Linked DNA regions of Pan troglodytes: region 1 is linked to region 2. The links are chromatin contacts, called in public Hi-C maps. All regions are on one chromosome and are shown on one strand. The core of a region is the stretch at or near the end of the contact, and the rest is flanking DNA. Distances in the headings are between cores, read along the strand shown.

Evidence for each region. Hi-C and Micro-C count contacts between places; a contact is called where the count stands out from the background.
Region 1: a Hi-C map of induced pluripotent stem cells shows a contact between it and region 2, with 4 times the contacts expected there. The contact joins the enhancer-like site here to the promoter of TBL1XR1 in region 2. A contact is called at or near these places in 5 of 7 Hi-C or Micro-C datasets (blood, induced pluripotent stem cells, a lymphoblastoid cell line and 1 more), 1 of 1 datasets of contacts at active chromatin or transcription factors (stem cell-derived excitatory neurons) and 1 of 1 other capture datasets (stem cell-derived neural stem cells).

Annotation. Positions count from the first base shown.
Region 1 is chr2:180,558,811-180,561,687 of NHGRI_mPanTro3-v2.0_pri, reverse strand. No RefSeq gene overlaps it. Among named protein-coding and RNA genes, the nearest start is that of TBL1XR1, 160 kb to the right of the region's middle. Within about 2 kb of position 1,442, at least 24 of the 24 cell types and tissues checked have an H3K27ac peak or open chromatin away from gene starts, as enhancers often do. A contact at or near this core is called in induced pluripotent stem cells, a lymphoblastoid cell line, stem cell-derived excitatory neurons and 2 more, where this site is marked.
Region 2 is chr2:180,394,464-180,397,532 of NHGRI_mPanTro3-v2.0_pri, reverse strand. It overlaps TBL1XR1 (TBL1X/Y related 1), which reads left to right and starts at 1,646. Exons shown (of 15, transcript XM_016942314.4): 1 at 1,646-2,095.

The DNA.
Region 1 (2,877 bases), core at 193-2,692, 160 kb before region 2:
CCCCACTTCAGCAGCTTCAGCCTCCAGACTCAACACATGCTGGGCCATCTTGGAGGTCTGGTGCTCCAGGCCTCCCCAGCTGCCTGCACCTCCGAAAGGGGAAATAGGGGTGGGGTGGGAGGGCCAGGCCTGGGGAAGTGATTTTAGAAGTGCAAGTCTGGTGGGAGAGTTTTTCCGTCAGACCATCTGGAGGGAAGTAGTCATAATCTACTACAAGTTCTCCCGAAATGATCAAGTACACATAGGGAAATTGTTACATTGTTGAAAAACATGTCTGCTTCGCTTCCTCCTGGGGAGCTCTAAAGACTTTTATCAATCAGAGATGACTCCGTGCTTGAGGTACAGAGAGATTAAGATGAGGCCAAAGAACAGCTCTCTCCCCTTGTAATTCTCCAGGTAGCCAGTTTTCAGCTGGCTGCCATTTTTTGCAATTTAAGATGCTAAGAGAATTTAAATGAGATCAGCCCTGTGTGTGTAAAGAAGGAAACAGTCTGTATGGCCAAACAGAAAAGGTACCATGTTGTATGAGTTACTGCCTTTCACGTTAACTGGTGTGTATGTGTTTGTGTGTGTGTGTGTAGAACAAAAGTACAGTTGTCTATACAATTAGTTATTTAAGCTATTTCAAGTACCATTACAGCAAGGGGGAAGGGAGGGAACATCTAAACTACATAAAATTATTTTTAAAAACTCGTTCTAGAAAAAAGGAAATGCCAGAGTAGTAAGATAAGGAGTCTTAATTAGCAACAAATTCATCTATTTCCTTCCTCCAAAACCGAGACAGTCTTCTAAGGCAATTTGCTTGGAGAGCAGTTTTGCGCCATAAATCTGGGACATGTTTTTCATGTGTGTTTGCCCTGTGTGAGGCTTAAGAAAAACACAGCAACCAAACCATCCAGTTCAGCCCTGGAGGGAAAGACCTAGAAGACCTAATCACCCGTGATGGCGATTACATAACAGAGAATCGCGCGCGCCCGCGCCCGCGCGCACACACATATACACACACACACACACACACACACACACACACTCCAAGAGTCTCAAAAAAAAAAAAAAGAAAATCAGCCTTTGGCTTCCTGTCACAGAAGATATCTCCTTTTTTTTTTTTTCCTTTGTGAGGATCACTGAGAATGCTTCTTAAAGACCAAGTGGATGTCTTTGGTAGAAATAGAGGTCGCTTAAGGATGATTTATAAGTGCACCCGAAGCCAAAATGAAGCATGTATCGATATCTAAAGTGCATCTGCATTTAGTGAAGCAAAAGCTCATAATCTGTTTCTAATTTGTGCCTTGCAGATGCCCTCCCCACTAGGGAAAGGCCTGGCTCTGAGCAGCCGCCCCTCCCCGAGGCCGCCAAGCTCCCAGTTCAGGCCCTTTCTTGGGCAGCCGGAGTGCTCCTCTCTTAGATAATGCCAGGTACTCTGGAAAGTAGCCGTGTAATAATACACAAACCCCTGATGATGTCAGCGTGTTATTGACTTTCCAAGTCTGAATGACTGAGCAGAGGAGCGGGGGTGGGGCGCAATCCATCCGGCAGCGCGGAGACCGGCCAAGCGAAAATGGGCTCGCCAGCCTGGCGGGGGAGGGGCGGCTCGCAACCGCGGCAGCTGCTTCGAGCTCCGGCTCTGCCGCCGCGGCGTCGGGGTCGCTGCCGCCCAGCCCAGGCGGGGCTCGGGTTCCCGCTCCTCTGATGTTTACGTTTGGTCAAAAACTCCTCAGGCAGAAATAACTAATGCCTCCCCCCGGAAGCTTTTACCACGTGGCAGAGTGGGGTCACAAAGGGGGGAGCAGTGGCACGAAGGGGATGGGGAGAAAGACCTCCCTGTTCCCTCCCCCACCCTGCAGGGGCCTTCCTCTTAGGCTGCAGAGCCGAGGGTCGCTCTCCGTGGTGGAGTTCCCTCTGCAGAAGACCCCTGGAAAATTGCACCTCAGCAGTGGTGACATTTTATAGGCCATGATTTGCTGCATTTATGGCTCTGGCAGTGCAGGTGCGGAGTCGTAGGCTCCCGTTCTCACCCTGCAAATTGCTCACAGTGCAATCTGTCATCTTCAAGGCTAGGTGTGAACCGGGCAGGGTTGCCCTTAAAACGGAATTGCAGTTAAAGGCCGGGATCTGGAAGGAAGCGCTCTACCCCGGGGCCTGGCCTTTCCCACCGGCTCTGGACCTTTCCTTCAAGCCCCGCCAGGCGCGCCCACCGACTTGGCTGTCGCAGCCTGGGGGCACTGGGCGCCCTGGGCTCTGCCTGCCTGCAGAGCTCCCATTCTTTCCGTTCCAGGCCTGTGGAATCCTCCAGTGAACAAGGCCTCATGCTGGCCTCTGCCCCACCCCACTGCGAGGAGCCGCTCCTCCTCCGAGGCCTGTGGTTTTTCTCCCCGCGGAGTGGGCTTGGTGGGAGCACCGCGTGGCGCAAACAGCACGGGGGGACTTTGGAATCGCCTGGACTTGAGCCCTGCCCCACCACGTGTTCGCTGTGTGAATGTGGACAGGGTGGTTACCCTCTCTACAGTCCGCGTCTTAAAATGGGAGTAGTAACAACCCCCTCAACAGTTGTTCTGAGGATTAAGTGAAATTCAGATTTCATAGGAGACCTTTTTCAATAGTCAAGTCTCTCGCCTTTATGAGTCAAGTTCCACTCGGGCCAGAGGCCCTGTGGTTGTTTCTGAAAACAAGGTCAGCAGAAGTGCTAGACCCATTGTTTCCTCAACTCAGCCCTTCCCCCTACACTCCTGGCAAAGTGGAGCCCGCAGCCTCTTCCGACCCACTTCCACCTTCACCCACACCCACAGGCTTACAGGGCAGAGCTGTTTTGTTGACGGGGCGGGGGTGGGGGTGGGGACGTGGAAACTGTACCTCTGACCTAAGCTGGACCATTCACGG
Region 2 (3,069 bases), core at 397-2,896:
AAACCTGCAGTTATCTAAATTCCCATCGGGTGACATTGTTTAATCCAACATTCCCACTTTCATACATGAAAATAGCTCTAAGGACATACGACTAATATGCTTTGAACTCTCTGGTGGTTGGAAGGGAGTTTCCAATCCCACTCCCTTTCCTCTGATGGTTTTCCTGCTCCCTGCCCCACTAGGTCATTCAGGAAAGGCCTCTGGCAGCTCCCCCAAGCAAGGGCTCAGGGGGGAAAGAGACATTGACCTTGGCCAAGAAAGCATCTGTCTAATTACTGAACTTATTAGGCCACCAGGAGTCCAGACTGGTGCAAGTTACGACTAATGTGTGTGTGTGTGTGTGTGTGTGTGTGTGTGTCGCAAAACTTCAGGCTTCTGACATTGAGAGGAAATGATGGTTGCTTTAAAGTGATCACTACATCTATTTTCAAATATTCTGATGAAAGTAGGAAAACAGAACCCTTCACCTTTAAGAAAGCTGCAAACATTATTTTGCTTTGAAGGCAGTAATAACCGAAATAACAAAAAGGTTTCAAGTCGTATCTTAATGTAAAAGGGTGGCTGCTTCTCCAGTCCTGAGCTTATACAAAGCTCTAAAAACCACCCTACCCCATCTTTCTGAAAGTCTTAGCAAGATTACCACCCCATTTGCTTTAAAACCTGTGAGGTGCCTCCCTTCTTTAAAAACAACCCTCCCTCAACCATACTGCCACATTATCACTCATCTAAGTTATACTTTATAAACCGCCTTGCTGTGCTTCACACATGCAAAAAGTACACAAAGTGGATAAACTTCTACTGTGGATGCCACCGTGGAGGTATATATTTAGTAAACATTTAGTTACATTATTTTATTTTTGTGAAGTAAGAACTGATCGAGCAAACCTTTCAAACAGACCCACCAGATGATAAATACCACCATATGCTTGATTCACAGTACATTTGGGCATAAATACTTCAATTACAGCTTTGTGTTTAGTATCAAAAACCTTTTCTTGTGTGCGTGTGTTTTCTCTCCAGATCCCGTGCTCTGGATCACATTTTGAAAGTCGCTTATTACAGATAAAGCACCTTTCCAGGTACGCTTCGGAGAACCATATGTATTTACGCACACAAAGGTGTTCACAGAGATTTTCACAAACAAATGTCCATATGATGCCGCGCCGCACTCCCCCACATGCCCGCCGCGTGTGCGCCCAGCCCCCAACGCCGCCGGGCCGCCCCCCGGACACGCGGGAGCCCGCGGCGTCCTTGGGAAACTTCGCCGGCGGCTCCACCCCGGCCACCGCGCGGGCCTCCCCGCCCCCACCCGTCTCGGGCCCAGCGGCCCACACCCGAGCACACCCAGGCCGGCCCGCGGCGGTGGGGGCGGGGCGGGCGGCCCGGGGCCCCGAGGCGCCTTCGAGTGCCCGCGGGGCTCGCCTGATTTTTAAAAGAATGCGCCGCACAGCCCAGCCCCCAGTGCCGCCAGAGCGGGCCGGGAGGGAGAGGAGCGCGGCCGCTGGAGCCCCCCCGCCGCGCCGCCGCCGCCTCCCGGCGTCCGCGGCGCCCCTCCCCCGCCGGCCCCTCCCCCGCGCGCCCGCCCGCCCGCCCGGCGCAGGCCGCTCGGGTTTGTTTTGCTGCGCGGCCGCCGCCGCCGCCGCCGCCGCCGCGGGCCTCGCGAGCTCATTTGTGCCTGGCTGGTCCCCATTCCTCTCTCCCCAGTGTTGAGTGTCTGAGCCGTTGGCTGCTCCGAACCGTTTGGCTCTTTCCCTTAGTAACAGCTTTTACCTTCTGCCTCAATTCCTCTCCCCGCTCGCGCCCTTCCCCCGCGCGCCGCCTCCCCCCGCCGCCGGCCGCGTGCGCCCCCGCCCCTCCCCCCGCGGCGGGAGCACCTCCGCTCGCCACCTGGGGACCCGCGCCGCGCTCCCCGCCCCCGCCCGCCCGGCGCCCATCCCCCGCGCCCTCCGCTCGCTGGGGTTATAATTGCCTCTCACCCCCCGGAGGGGTTATTTTGGGGGTGGTTGGAGGCGGTGGCGGCGGCGGCGAGGAGGGGAATTTCCTTGTGCCTCCATTCCCGGGAGGGGGGAGCGGCGTTGGAGGCCACCGTTTCCAGGTAAGCGCTGGGGGCCGGACCCTGGAGTGGGGGCGGCCGGGGGCCTGGGCGGGGGGCGCGGGCCAGAGGCGGCCGGGGGCGCTGGGCCGCGGGGGGGGATGGGCGCGAGTGGAACATGCATTTTTCAACTTGGCCCTTGGGGGAACTGGGCTTGCGTGGGGGAAGGGAAGGCAGGGAGGGCACTTGGGGCGCCCCCATCCCCCCGTTTTCCTCTCTCAGGTTTCTTTGAAATGCTCACGTGCCTGCCCACCCCCCTACCCTTTCCCGGTCTCGGGGGATCCTCACCCTAATTATGTTGTCCCCGAAAATGTGCACCTCGGCCTTCTCCCCCTCTTCCTCCCTTCGTGCATTTACACCCCCTTTTTGTGCGTGTGTGTTTGAGGGAGGGAGGCTTTCAGGAAAGGATTTGCAGCAAATTGAATCAAGGAGCCATCATGAGGCCGACTCCTTTATAGCCTATTTTTAGCAGAGGAGAAGGAGCTTTTCGGTGCATGCTATTTTGTGAAACCTCGGGCGGCAATGGAAATCTCCCCTCCCCGGGCGCGTCCCCGGCCCGGGCGCGGCGACCCCGGCCGGCGTGCTAGGGGCTGCGGGCGGCTGTTGGGGCCGCGCGTCCGGGGCGGGGGCGCCGGCCGGGGGAGGGGCGCGCGGCAGCCGGGCCTTGCTCCGGGACGTGTTTATTTGTAACTTAGTGCTTTTTATCGTCTTAAGGAGGTATTCGGTGGAGGCTCTTTGAAGTTGGGTTCAGGAGTGTAGAATTGGCAAAGTTATTGCCAGCTTCCTGGTAAGTTTTGGGTGGCACAGAGTCACGTTATTTTCTGACAGTGTAAAGGCCACGTTGTGAGGGTGGTTTCTCGGTAACTTCCTCTTTGCAACCGATGTAATTTTTTGAACAGAAGCAGACTTTTATTTAAGTGGAATATTAATCTTAAATGGCAGCTCGAGGGAAGCCATGCATGTGTTAACGTGTTCAG